Regions from separate parts of the Sus scrofa genome. Here regions 2 and 3 are each linked to region 1. Evidence: chromatin contacts called from public HiChIP or PLAC-seq and promoter capture Hi-C data. All regions are on one chromosome and are shown on one strand. The core of a region is the stretch at or near the end of the contact, and the rest is flanking DNA. Distances in the headings are between cores, read along the strand shown.

Region 1 (4,713 bases), core at 1,651-4,150:
CCAAGCAAAGTGCGATGGGCTCTTCCTAAGCCAGGAACACGCTCAAAATACAGGTCCGGAACCTGGGTCCGGTTCTCCCCAATGACAGCATACCTGTTTGCCCGGCACCGCGCACAGGCTGACCTGTTATTTCAGTCACCTCCCAACAGCTCTGTGGGGCGGGCGTTATTACTCGGTCCCTAGTTTTTCCTCTGGCAACCTAGGACAGATTAAATTGTCTCCAAGTCGCACAGCGGAAAGAGTGTGGAGTTGCTGTTTCCACCAGGTTTGTCTGATTCCAAAGACCACTGCTGCCTATCAGACACTTGAAGTCATGAATGGGTGAAAATGAGACAATAAAGACATTCTGTAAATAAATGGTAAATCTTGAGGTTTGGACTTTAAGAGGTTTAAGTCAGGTTGTAGGAGCCGGTACTGTCAGGGAAAATGGGTCAAAGTATATTCTGAATAGGATTTGGCTCGAGGAAAGAAGAAAGGTTTGAGGAGGCAAGGAACGGGAAAGCAAAGGCTTGGAGTTGGAACAGGAAACCCGAGAAGAAAGGGAAGGGATTGCCTCAACTGGAACCTTGTGTTTACATTTGGCTTGCAAATTGAAGCATCTGTAATTCTAGAGATAGGCTTGTCTTCCAAAGCCACAGACTTTCTCTTTTCTGCACCTAGATTTATGCTCGATGCACAGTGATAACTATACCTTTGTTCGGCAAGAATATGCATTCTCGCCACTCATTTCTGACTACGTTGGAAACTTTGGTACCCCTTAGAAAGATGATTCGAGATGGAGGATTTCTTGCTGAACTCTGACCTGACTGAGAGAGGTCTCTTTAGTGCTTGTAGCCTTTCTTGGTAACTCCTTTGTGCCTGCAGTAAGGAGAGGAATAAACAATCATAACTCCAAATCCAGTACCCTCTTACTGCTAATATGTATCTTCGAAAGAAAAAAAGAAAAAAGCCCATATGTCTTTGTTTAAAGAAGCTTGGCCAGAGTGATTTGTTAATTTGTTTGTAGTTTCATACTGCTGTTATTGCTATAACAGCTTGCTCTGCCCAATTTAACAACTGATTACTACCTTGTATTAGTCTCTAATTGTTTAATGGGTGTAAATTTTATCTCCTAAGCAATACTGTAAGATACCCCAGGTAGGGACTATGGTCTGTATCTTATATCTCTGAATACTGACGTATTTGACTTTTTCGAGTGTCTCTCTTATTGCCCTTTGACTCCCCACTACTGAGAACTATCTGGCATGTGCTGGGGACTTAGTTAATAGCGAATGAATGAAATATTGCCTTCTGGAGAGCAGGAAACAAGCCTGTTACTTCTTTATGTCTTCCTGCCTCTTTAGCAGAATTATCTCCTTTTGGAGGACATTCAGCAAATATGTGACTTGATTTCTGTGTTTTTCACCAGGGGAAACACCTATTTCCTGTTGCCTTGTAAAGAATTGCCACCTTAACACCAGGTCTATGAAGAAGTCATTGTTGATAGATTGATAAGCTTCAAACAAATTCTTAATTCTTTTCTCAAGTGTGCATCTGCCTTTCCACAGTTGGTGATACTCATGGTTATGGTGGCCAGGCTTCCTAGGAAGTTCTTTGGGAAATTGTGTAATTTGTGTATCTTCTTGGCTTGAGAACAAGCAAGCCAAAACCCAAATCCAACAACAGAAACCCAGTACCAAACGGGTATGGTATAGGGTTCTTAAGGACCTTTGTGCTTAAGAACCCTATATGCAAAAAATTTTTTTAAGAACAACACTCACAGCATATGGAAGTTCCCAGGCTAGGGGTCAATTGTGTTGGAGCACTGAGAAATGCCACAGCCACAGAAATACCCAATCCAGGGGGCAGGTGTCTGCGACCCACACCGCAGGTTCCTGGCATCACTGGATCCTTAACCCACTGATTGAGGCCAGTGATTGAACCCACAATCTCATGGATACTAGTGGGGTTCATTACCACTGAGCCACAACGGGAAATCCCTTATATGCACATCCTAAGTTTGTATCCCTGGAGAGAGAATGTGTGTGTGTGTGTGTGTGTGTGTGTGTGTGTCGCCAGGTGAAGTCTGAAACACCATTTTTCTGTCAACCTATTCAGCTGACAGCAGACTCCAAGGGGTGGGATGCGGTTAGGGAGGTGATGAGTTCAGGTAAGGTTTGACCATAGGAGAGTCAGAGGCTAGAGCAAATCCTGTTCAGTGGTGCGAATCTGACCGTGTCTCCCATTTGTTAGCTGCGGAAACTGGGGTAACAACATTTCTCGGCCTTAGTTTCCATTCCTTGTAAAATGGGGATGAAAACAACGAAACCACCACCTAACTTTTAGAATTACAACGTGTAAATTTGTAAAACGCTTAGGACCTCGCCTGGAATACTGACACGTAGCAGGAGTTTTAAGTATTGGACAAGTAAATAAAACGCTCGCTCTGCTAACCTCCGTTTCCACATTGCTAGCCTCTTTTAAGCCCCACCTATACCGAAATTCTGGAGACGCCAACGTTTCCGATTACAAGGTTTTCGGATCCATGCAATTATTTTTGCTGCCGTCTGCATGGCTAAAACTTGCCCAAAGGATTTCGGATGTTCTTATGCTTCTCTCCGCCCACTTCGTTCCCGCTTGCCCTCCCCGCCGCCTCTGTCGCAGTGGGGGCATGGGTCCGGGAGGGGGTATGCTCATCTTCCCCCCCATCCCCTTCCTTCTGTTTAGCGAAACCCTTAGAAACAACCCCGCGGCTCTCGAGTCCTCCCCGGAACGCCCCCGGGGGCGGGGCTCGGGCGTCGCGCAGGCCCAGTGCAGCGGCGCTGCGCCTGCGCTGTGGAGGGGCTGAAGGAGGCGGGGGATTGGTATGCGAGCGAATGTGTGAGGGGAGGAGGTGTCCGGGCCGAGCGTGGTACTACGACGGGCGCGGGCCGGAGGGGGCGGGGGGATGCGCCGCGGCGGCGGCGGCTGTGGCGGCGGCGGCGGCGCGGGCGCTGGGACTGGTGTTCCGAGGCGCCAGAGCAGCGGATCCCGGTCTCGCTGCCGCAGCAGCGGGGGTGCCGCGCGCGGCCTGAAGACGCCGTACCTTTTTGATCCTCACCCCCCCCCCTTTTTTTTTTTTTTTAAAAATAACCGGAACCAATGAACGTAGCTGGGACCCAAGATCTGGAGGCCGCCGGTGCGGACGGGACCAGGCTGGCGCCCTGCGGGAGCTGGCGTCTTAGGCGGCGGGGGCGGCCCGAGGAGTCGCAGGCGACGGCGGCGGCGGCACCTCGCGGAGCGGAGTGGCCCGTGGCCGGGGCGCCGCCGCGCTTTCCCCCCGCTCCTCCTCCGCGTCCTCATCCCGCCACGACGCCCGGCCCGGCCTCGAGCTGGCTGCTGCTGCTGCTGCTGCGGCGGCGCTGGGCTGCGCTGCTGGTGCTCGGGCTGCTGGTGGCCGGCGCGGCGGACGGATGCGAGCTGGTGCCCAGGCACCTTCGCCGGCGGCGGGCGGCTGGCTCTGCCGGGGCGGCCGCCTCCTCTCCCGCCGCGGCGGCGGGCGACAGCCCGGCGCTCATGACAGGTGAGGGCCCAGAGGGTGGCGGGTGGGGCTCGGCAGGACGCTGCGGGACCCCCCGTCTCCGGGAGCGGCCAGCGCCTCTGCCAGGTGCCTGTTATTCGACGGCCCTGGCCAGTAAGCGATGCCCAGCCGGGTGCCCAGACGCTGGCGTCCTGGCCGCTGCTTCGTCGCGATCCCCTGCACTCCGGACGCCTTCCCTCTTCCCCCACTGACTCCCCGCCCTCGGCAGAGCCTCTCGAAGGCACCCACTTAGGTCTGCTCCTCGGTGTTCCACGCTGAGCAATGCGGTGGTTTCTCTTCCGTGCCGCAGAAGAGCCAGCAGGGTCTGCAGAGCAGGGTACTGGGCTGTGTGTTTTTTGTTGTTGTTTTGTTTTTCTTTTGGAGACTGCTTGAAAAAGTCAGCAGCAGCAGCAATGCGGTATTGAGTCTGCCTCTGGTGTTGCTTTTGCAAAGGCAGCTGGCAGCGAGTCTCACCGGTTCAGAGCCCCACTGAGCACAGTATCCCAGGGGAGTCTGCTAGAGAGGATTCTTTGAGAGCCATAATACCTAGCAGTATTAGTGGTCCCTAATTAGTATGCAGAAACCTCTAAGTCTAATGTGTATTTTTTGAGAGGTGAGAGGAAGACTTTTTCAGTGATGGATAGTATTTGCTAGTGGGAGCATCACCGGGTGACAAAGGGTGCAGAAAGCTCAGCAGGTAACCAGGAGTATACCTACAATTTACTTGGTGCAGAATGTTCAGTGCTTGTATTCGAGCAGCACAGTTCTGATACACTGCATCAGCACCTTTTAAAAAATATGGAACATTCTTGAAATTATTGAAAACTTGCGAACACGTGTGGTAAAGTTAGGTAGCCGACTGAATCCTTTTAAAGCTTTCCCTTGTCCTGTACAGTTGGTAGGTTGTGGTTTAAGTAATGTAAGGATCTTGAAATGGGTTTCTTTTACGAAAGTAGTGGAGTGAAAGTAAGCTTTGGGGTTGTACTTTGTTTTTAAAAGTAATCTGTAGATTTTACATAATTGCAGAACTAAAAAGGAAAAGTAAATGACACAAGATGACCCATCATTCATTTATCAAAAGTGGTAGTCCAGCGGACGTTTGAAAGTTACCAACAGCTGCTGTGAGCGGTGCTCAGGAGCTGTGTTCTTTAGAGCAAGGCAGCTATTCTCTGGGT
Region 2 (4,713 bases), core at 1,522-4,021, 120 kb after region 1:
GGAGAGCCCTCATCATGCCTCTGTTACTGTGAAAAGTCCATAAATGTGTGTCCCCACGCCCTTCGCCTCCTGGAGCTTTGGTTCTGGCCACCATCCTGTCCCCACTCTCCCCTGTCCCACCCAACTTTCTCTGCTCCAGAACCTTGCTCCAGCTCTGAATCCCTTGATTATTTGAAATCTTACCCTTCAGGCTGTTCGAACCCCCTTTTCAAGTCCTAGGAGTCACCCTCTCAATGGAGAACTGGCATAGCTCCACTGGGCTACTGTGTTACTGCCTCCAGGCCTTCAGTAAGCCACAATGCTGCCTTGAAAGTCTTTAATGGAATCCTGAATGCATTAATGCAGTTACCCATGGCTGACTGCTCATATGTAATGTTTAACTCTTGAATTACTACTAGTACTATATGTCCGGAAGTTTGGCTTCTAAGAGAAGATGTGTTTTGAGTTTTAAATAGTGAGCTCTTGTTTTAAATCAGGAGTCACCTATATCGGCAGTGAACTTGCAGTCAGAAGATTAAACGGTGTAACTCCATGAATGTAATTAATGGCCTCTCTTGGCCAGGTTCTCTGTATAAGTAAGATAACAGCTGTCTCTCAAATGTGGTTAGGGGGGTGTTAAATGAGAATGTATGTGAAAGTGTATAGAAAAATGTAAAATCGTGTATCAAAGGAATGTGGCATTATGGTGGGAATAATCACTGTGTTCAGTAAAAGGAACTCATCACCCAGAGGATTACAGGCATGGAGTATTAGATTAGAGTATGTGATAAAGCCTACGGAAGACACATATACATGTAATCAGGGGGCACAACGAGGGCCAACTGTACTCTGGAGAGGGATGGGTAGGCAGAACTTCAGGGAGGAGTGGGGTCCTGATCTGAGTCCTAAAGGCGAAGGAAGAGCAAGCCCTGCAAAGAAGGGAGGAGGGCAGAGTCAGAAAACTGCGTAAATGGCTGTAGGTATGGAGCATAAACTGTCTACTTGTGGTACCTAATTTGGTATTTAGCACCACTTATCTAACTCTGAAGAGGCGGTGTTATCGTACAGGAGTTAACAGCTCTAGCAATGGACTTGGTCTGATACCTGGTTTGACCATTTAGAAATCTGTTTCATCTAATTAAGAACTTCAAGAAAGTTATAGGTTCAATATGATGTGAGAGTATATACTTGAGGGTGGTTGCAGTGGTTGTTTGAAATAAGTTTTGTAAATATCCTGGCATTTAATAAACACATAGTAAATGTTAGGAGCAGTTTTTGTTGCCTTTCCGCAAGTTCTTAGAGCTAATTTTTCCCTCTCAGTATTCGGTAATCTACTGTTCTGGGTTAACAGTTTAGCAATATCTTAAACACCATCTCTTGTTTATTAGAATGGAATCATAAAAATAGAATTTGAATGAATTTTAAACATGGAGCAGCTCAGTTTCATTATTTTGTGTCTTGAGAAGCTGAGTCACAGTTAAATAGCCTGGCTGTAATATCACAGTGAGTTAGTGGCACAGCTGGGAATAGAATCACGTCTATTTGCTTTCCAGAGTTCTTTCTTTTGGTCTTGGAATAAGTTGCCAAAAATCACTCAGACACACCAACCTATAGCATTGGCTACAGTTTCCAGCAGAGACAATGTAAGTTAACAATATAGAAACTGACATTTCTGTAGCTTTGCAGATAGATTAAAAAAATATATATATAAATTTTTAAGGAATACCGTATCCTTCTCTGCTTGCCTTCTGGTAGAAATGCCATTTAGCAACAGCACGTGCAAATAAACAGTGAGAGGTGGGTAATAAGAAACTGGATAATTCTATCTTTTAATTTGTTATTAATTGAAGTGTAGTTGATTTATGGATAATTCTTAAATGACTCTTATACCATCAAAAGCTTCTTATACAGACAAATTCGTATTTCTCTTTCTTTAGGTCTTCTTTCTAAAGTGCGAAAATAGATTTTTATAATACTTGTCAATTAAACATGTTCTACTCTTATTCAGGAGATCCAACAGATAATTTGTTGAGCACTGTTTATGTGCCAAGTGCTAGGGATAGAACGGTGAACAAGAAACTTATACTTTAGTGGTATAAAGAGATGTTGAAACAATAATCTTACAAATAAATAATTATAATGTTAAATGCTATGCCTAAAAGTACAGAGTGATGTATGATTGTATAGCAGTATTTGAGAAGCCTCCCCTAAGGAATTAAAGTTTTAACTGATAGGAAGGCTCAGTAAGGTAATTAGGCAAAGATAAGTCAGAGATAGAGGAAAAAAAACAGAAACAACATGTGCAAAGGCCCTGAGGAAGGACATCGTATTATCTCTCTTAAGAATTGAAAGATGACTGTTGTATTTGGAGCAGAAAAAGCTAATATAAAATGCAGGTCCTGGTTAAGGGAAGTGAAGATATTTACTAGGCATCCCCAAAGAAACCAAACAGCACAAGAGGAAATGAACCTCTCCCCTAAAGTAAACTGTGTGCTCTCTTAGAATTTTGTTGTTTTAAAGATTCATTGTAAAGAACATTCACTTTAGAACCACTGTAATATTCTGTTAGCTAGATAGAATAGTACCAGGATTTGGGAACTTTACACATACTCTTTGGTTTGGTTTTTCTTCTTTTCTATCTTGGCTCGTTGGGAACTGAGGGACTATTTTGATGTACAGAGTGTTTAGATTAGGGACTTTTGCTGTTGATCAGTTGAACAGCCCATAGAAATGACAGAGAGGATCTTATCCTGTTTTCTTGGCTGAGGTTTTTGTGTGGGTGTGCGAATTGCAGCTGCACTGTCGGTTTCTTGGCAGTCAAGACAAGGCAATTCTCAATGCTGTTCATCTTGAATAGGAATAAACACAAGTGTAAAAAGGCTACTTTGCATGTATTAAATTCAGTGGAAAGCACCCAGAGCCTGAACCTTTGGCTGATAATAACTTAAATTATTTGGCTAAATGGATACAGCAGCCTCAGGCACATGTCCAAACTTATGATTGGAACACATGAAGGAGAGCTCATTAAAAAAATAGTCAAAGCTTTATCTTAGTATACAATTATCACTTATGGTATATAATTTAAAACTTAATTTTTATTAATTTTGTGTTTATGGTTTGTTTAAGCGTTTCCTCTAAAGAACAGTTAATGAAAAAGGCAGATTATAAAAACCTAGCTTTGCTTGCAAAAGTGAATTCTTAATTTTCTATAGTTTATCAGAAAGATCTCATCTCGGATTTATCACAGAGGGATCCCAGATCTGCTTTTATTGTTCACTTGTTTTCTTCACTGTCCTCCGGCCTTTTCTGTGATCTATAAGCACTTTGTTTTTCCAGATCCTCAAATTAAATGCAGCCAGAATGGAGCTCTTCTTTTTTCAAACACACTTGCATTCTTTCTTTTGGATAAACTCATCATTGTTGTTCATATTCTTCGAGCAGGACTATTTGAATTTCCTCCAGTGTTTAACTGCTTGCTTCTATCTCTGCTGTTATTTAATATTGTTGCTCTCAGAGTAGCATAGAATCGGGTCCTGGGTTAATTGGCCTGGCCAGATCCAGTCCCGCTCTTGACTATCCAGGTCCCATTAACTTCTCAGTTTCTTATCTTCAAAATGGAGATAATCATGTTAGTGCCGCATAAGTTACTGGGGTTGTTTGTTTGTTTGTTTGTTTAAGGCTTAAAGGAAAAAATGCATATAAAGGGCTAAATTCAAAATAAGTGTTGAGGAAAGAGATTTTAGCTGTCCTTTTCTTCATGATTTACAATCTATGAATAGCTATCTTCACCCCTTCTGGGCCACTCATTCAGTTTAAAGACCATATAGTCTCTATTCCTAACCTCACTCCTCCCTAAGCTCAAGACTTATCTATCTGACTGCTACTGTATATTTGCATTGAAATACCTAATACATACTTTAAACCGAACATCTCTAAGATCAGAACTCTCAGCCTCTATCACCTGCCTGTACTTGTCTCCCCAGTCTGTTCCTCCTCATTCTTTCCTAGCTCAGTTAGTAGCCCCGCTCTCTGTTTTTGTTTGTTTGTTTGTTTTTGGCTTTCCTTTAGCTACCAGCCCCATCCATTTCATCAGAACATCTAACAGCATTTTCCCCAGAATTTGTCCTGAGTCTCACCACCTGTCACTATAACTTCTGCTAGCATCTTGCTCCTGGGCAGTAACCCCTTTTGTATAGACAGTTAAAGAATGAATGGTCTTCTTATTTCTCTTTGATAATAGTCTTGTCTCCCACAATTCATTCTTCACATTGGAGAGTGATATTCTAAAAATATAGATTATTTACCCCTCCTTCTTATTGAAATTAGAAAACTATCCAGAATTTTTGAGTCTTCTTTGGTCTGACCCCTTGGTCTACTTTCTTTCTGTCTCTCAAACACAGCTCGTTCATTCCTCATCTTAGGGTTTTTACACCAGCTTTCCCCCTCTGGATTATTTTCCCCTAGGTCATCTTAGTGTTGGCTCCTTGCAGTTTGTAGGTCTCAGCTCAAGTAATAGCTCCTCAGAGAGACTTACCTTGACATCTTCTTTTCTTTCTAAATAGCTGATCACTGTTGGTAATCCCCACCCCCCCTTTTCTCCCTCTGTTTATTAATTGCCTCTCCCTACTCCCAGAAGAGTTTGTTGTATGAGGGTAAGGATTTTATCCATCTGTCTACTGACATAGTCACAGTGCTTAGAATGGCACCCAATGCTCAGAAGGTTTATTGCATGAT
Region 3 (4,713 bases), core at 1,577-4,076, 110 kb before region 1:
TCTCAGTTCATTGTACTCTCATTTAGCCAGTAGATTAAGGCTTAAAACCTGGTAGTCATCCTTGATTCTCTTCGGTCTTGGACCCCCTTCACCCATCATCCAGTTTTATCTTCAAAATATATCTGGGATCCTCTCTACCTCACTATAACTACTACCTTGCCCACGTTCAGGCTTTCCTATCTCCAGGTTATTAATTGCAACAGACACCTAAGTGTTCTCTCTTCCTCCAGTCTTTTCTAGCTCTGTTCTGTCTTTTACAATGCCATCTCAGTTATCCATCTAAAAGCAAAATCTGAAAATTGCCATCTTCCTCCTTAAATTTTTCATAATAGCTCCCCGCATCTCTTTATAACAATGTCCAAGCCTCTTGGCATAGCATAAGATGTCCTCTCTTGACCTTGACCTCCGCGCAGTTAACTCAGAGCTCTGTTTCTCACTGTTTCCCATCTCACTGTTTTAAGTCACAGTGATATCAAATTATTAGTTCTTTACAGAAACACAGCTACATACTTTCTCAGAAGCACTCTGCTGCTTCCTACCTTGTTCCCTCTCCTGTTCCCATGCTTGCAGTAGCCCATTCAACCTTATCTTACCTGGCCGTCTTCCAGGCGCAGTTCAGGCGTGATCCTTTTCAGGAAACTTTCCCTGTATCCCCAGTTTAGGCTAAGTTTAGGCCCTTTCTCTAGGCTCTCATAGTACCCAGTGTGAAAACATTTGGTGTCTCTTATTATATCATCTTGGCCTTCTTTGTTTATGCTCTATACCCCTCTGGATTGCAAGCCTCTTGAGGTTCAGGACCATATTGTTCATTTTTGTTTCTCCAGTATCTAGCTGTAATAGAACCTTAATAAGTATTAATTTGAACTAGATTAGATACTTTAATTTTAGTATTTATGTGTAGCCTTTGTTACATGTGTCCCCAGGAACTTAATTGTCATGTAACTTTTTAAATTTATATAAGGATCAGGAAATAGGAAAAAAATAAAGAGACAAGGAACAGTCAGTCCACTGTCCCTTTACTCTTTACTCAAGGCAACATTCTCTTCTATTACCTGTCCTGTTTTTCAACTGGAACATGAACAGAGCCTAGAATACACAGAGTGAGTCATGCAAACAAGGAGGAGGCGAGCACTCCAAAGGGAACATAGACCCCGTTTGAAGGCTTAAGGAGGAACATCCTTGAGAAGAACAAAAAGACGGCCAGAATGGCTGATGACAGTGAGCAGAATATAAATTGGTACAAGGTGAGATAGGAGAGGTAGACAGAGGCCAGGTCAGGCAGGGAGACCGTTGATCTAAAGTTTCATATATTAAGTCCAACATCTGGGCTTCCTTAGGTGCAGTTTCTAATGTCTTATTTTCCTGTGAATAGATCATTCTTTCTTATTTCTTTGCATGCATAGTAGTTTTTGTTGTTGGTAACTAGGTATCTTGAGTATTATAAGGTGGTAGCTCTGAATATCAGATTTCTATCCCCCCCACCAAGAATTTGTAGTTATTGCTTGTTGTGGTTCGTAGTTGTTTGTTTAGTGAGTTTTCTTAACTACTTTTGTAAAGATCACCTTTTTTTGTATTGAATACCCCTTGAAGTCATAATCAGTTAGTGATTTGACAGAGATTTCCTTAAATGACTGAAACCAAAAAAAGAAAGAAAATTCTGGAATTCCCATTGTGGTGCAGCAGAAGTGAATCCAAGTAGTGTCCATGAGGATGCAGGTTTGACCTCTGGCCTGGATCAGTGGATTAAGGATCCGGCATTGCTGTGAGCTGTGGAGTAGGTCACAGACATGGCTTGGACCCTGCATTGCTGTTGCTGTGGTATAGGCCAACAGCTACAGCTCCGATTCAACCCCTAGCCTGGGAACTTTCATATGTTGCCGGTGTGGTCCTAAAAAGCAAAAAAGAAAAAGAAAGAAAGAAAAGAAAAGAAAAGAAAAGAAAAGAAAAGAAAGAAAGAAAGAAAGAAAGAAGAAAACTCTCCCAGTCTTTGTTGATAGGCTCTGGATAGGGGTACTCCTTCAAGGCTTAGCCAGGCATTTAAGGCTCTACCTTAGCCTTCATTTCTTATTTGCAAAGAGCCCAGAAGTCAGGCAAGAGTGAAAGCTGAAGGTCTCAGGTCTTTTCTAGATTCCCCTGATTACAGAGGAGCTTTTCAAAGCCTTTGTCTCTCTATACATATGCTTCCCAGTCTCTTCCTTCCAAGCCTTTTCAGTTTGTCTACTCCTTGCCCCAGCTGTTATCTCTCACTGCCCCAGGGGACTAAGGCTAATATATTTGCTTTTAAATGCTTTTGATAAATATAACCTGGCTGGCCACTTCAGCCCCATCCCTCAGGTAGCTACTAGACAGGTCAAAACATACAACTACAAATTATTGGTTCAAGATCCATTTGTCCTCTCTGGCATCAGAAGGCTGAACCAGGAATGTGGGTACATGTCTTTATAACCACCAAACTGGAGAGTGAGGGGTGGTGGTAAGGTAGATTAAAATACCACAATCTTCTTTTTCCAGAATTCAACAGCAACTTTATTTCCTTGGTTGCTGTAAGTTCTTTATTAGATTCCAGATTTTTCTTTTTTTTAAGTTGATTCTAACACTTCTAGTCAGCTTAACCATTGCTCTCGTGGAGGGATGAAGTTTTAGAGTTTTCTACCTCACTCTTCTCAGTGACGTCTTTCCTCGAATTCCTAATTAATATTTTTAAAAGATCATCCTGACTACTATGTAGAATAAAAGTGTCACGCTAAGGTAAGCTCCAGTAGAATAAGGACCTTAATAGTTTTGATGACTAACATATCTGGCACCTAGACTCATACATGGCACAAAGTCACTGCTCAGGAAACATTATTGAATGAGTGAGCAGATAAGTGAGGGAATGGATGTAGAAGACTATAGAGGAGCAAGAATAGAAGCAAGGAGGTAAGACTTTTAGGAAAAATATACATGGATCTGACTGAGACTTTTTAAAAAACCGTCATATTTGCTCATGCCGTTTGTTTCCCATAGGACAAAATAAGTAATTGCTAGTGAACATTAGGGAGAGGAGTTTTAGGACTCTAGAGCAGTGGTTCTCCAATAAGAGCAATTCCACCCCCACCCCACCCCCTACGACATTTGGCGATGTCTGAAGACACTTTTGGTTGTCCGAGGGGAGGACGTATTATGAGGCCAGAGATACTGCTAAACATTGTACAGCACATGACAGCCCTTCACCACAAAGATTACGAGAGGCTTTTGGAAGAAATAACAAAAATATATCATTTTAAATCTGCAAGTGTCAGGTTGATAAATAGCAATGTACTTTGTTATCTGTATTAATTAGATAAATTCAAAACATCTCATAATCCAAAATTCATTTCATGTATAACTTTAGACATAAATTGAAAAACCAATTAAAATTCTATTTAACGTGATTTTTAGATTGATATTTAACAATGATTATGTTCTGATGTTTGGGGAAATTTTAACTGCTAAAATAAAGTAACAAAGTTATATTCTGAAATTATAATTCAGAAAGATAACAGAAATAGCTAGAAAACAGTTTGACCATTGTCCTCATCCCAACACTTACTGACCTGTAGGCTACATGTGGAATGAGAATAAACAGAGGAAATGATTATTTCATCAAACGAATTAAATAAACTCTACTAAGTAATCTCTGATGAAAGAGTGTAAAATTTACTTTCACTTGGAATGATGATAAAGTGAATCAGATGTGAGAGTTATGGTACAACTATAAATGCCAAGTATTAATAGAGACAGTGGGGAAATGTAGGGAAAATATTTAGTAAGTGCAAAGCATGTTAATAATATTTGGGGTATTTTCTGAGTCATGTTTACTATTTATATCTCCCCTAGTTCAAGATTTATTTTTGTTGATGATGTTTACCGTTCCGAGCTAAGTCAAAGGTCCATTAAATCATTACTTTATAAAGTTATTTCTATTGAATAGAGTAGGCAGTTAATATTTTAAAGTTTCCTCAGTTAGATTAAAGGTAGGCTGGGATCTTAAAATAACCACTCCAAGCAGACTTGTAGAACTGAGGCCAGATAAGAGACGGTGTCCCAAGCATCCTGATCCCTGTTAGAAGTTCACTCTTGGATGATGGCCAGCTGCACGAAACTTGATCCTTGAGAGACGGAAGTGGGCGGAGAAAAGGAAGGAATTTTGAAAAACTGACCAAGAACATGACAACCTCTGAGATCAAAGACATGTTTTAGGTGGTATGTGTCCTAGAGTATCAGTGAATTCTTCTTTGCTTCTTGTGTCTCCCACGTTTATTTGCCAGAATCTGACTGTCCTTCTTCAATGGAGTGGACTATGTACCCTTTTTTGGAACCTTAAGCCATGAATAATCTCGATTAAGTGAACCCTTATTTGATGCTAAGCAAAAAAAAAAAAGATTTTCTTAGGTTTAAGCTGGTATTTAAATGTGGTATTCTCCCTTCTGAGAACATAAAATAGCCATAGCTAGTGAGCATCTGCTGTGTACTAAATATTATACTGGTATGCTTTAAATACATTAACTCACCACTGCTTTAGTACAACCCAGTGAAGTTAGTATTATTTACCTCCATTTTCAAAAATGAAAATAGGGACTCAGAGAGTGTTGGTAACTTTCCTGGAGACACACAGAATTCAAATTTATGTCCTTATGACTTTGCGGGCTATTTGTAATTTCAACACTGAGTTATCAAGAGCCTGCTGCTCTA

Evidence for each region. Promoter capture Hi-C pulls out the DNA fragments that hold promoters and counts their contacts. HiChIP or PLAC-seq counts read pairs in DNA pulled down with a chosen protein or histone mark.
Region 2: a contact with region 1 is called in a promoter capture Hi-C map of fetal skeletal muscle, with 5 times the contacts expected there. The contact joins the enhancer-like site here to the promoter of STIM2 in region 1. A contact is called at or near these places in 3 of 5 promoter capture datasets (fetal liver, fetal skeletal muscle and liver), 10 of 47 Hi-C or Micro-C datasets (alveolar macrophages, brain, embryonic fibroblasts and 5 more) and 1 of 2 datasets of contacts at active chromatin or transcription factors (skeletal muscle).
Region 3: an H3K27ac HiChIP or PLAC-seq map of skeletal muscle shows a contact between it and region 1. The contact joins the enhancer-like site here to the promoter of STIM2 in region 1. A contact is called at or near these places in 1 of 5 promoter capture datasets (fetal skeletal muscle), 5 of 47 Hi-C or Micro-C datasets (brain, embryonic fibroblasts, liver and 2 more) and 1 of 2 datasets of contacts at active chromatin or transcription factors (skeletal muscle).

Annotation. Positions count from the first base shown.
Region 1 is chr8:20,453,443-20,458,155 of Sscrofa11.1, forward strand. STIM2 (stromal interaction molecule 2) reads left to right here and starts at 2,901. Exons shown (of 15, transcript XM_003128897.6): 1 at 2,901-3,541. The coding sequence starts at 3,121.
Region 2 is chr8:20,574,485-20,579,197 of Sscrofa11.1, forward strand. All of the region lies in intron 4 of STIM2 (stromal interaction molecule 2), which reads left to right. Among named protein-coding and RNA genes, the nearest start is that of STIM2, 120 kb to the left of the region's middle. Within about 2 kb of position 2,772, at least 11 of the 83 cell types and tissues checked have an H3K27ac peak or open chromatin away from gene starts, as enhancers often do. A contact at or near this core is called in brain, fetal skeletal muscle and skeletal muscle, where this site is marked.
Region 3 is chr8:20,341,520-20,346,232 of Sscrofa11.1, forward strand. All of the region lies in intron 16 of TBC1D19 (TBC1 domain family member 19), which reads left to right. Among named protein-coding and RNA genes, the nearest start is that of TBC1D19, 89 kb to the left of the region's middle. Within about 2 kb of position 2,827, at least 2 of the 83 cell types and tissues checked have an H3K27ac peak or open chromatin away from gene starts, as enhancers often do. A contact at or near this core is called in skeletal muscle, where this site is marked.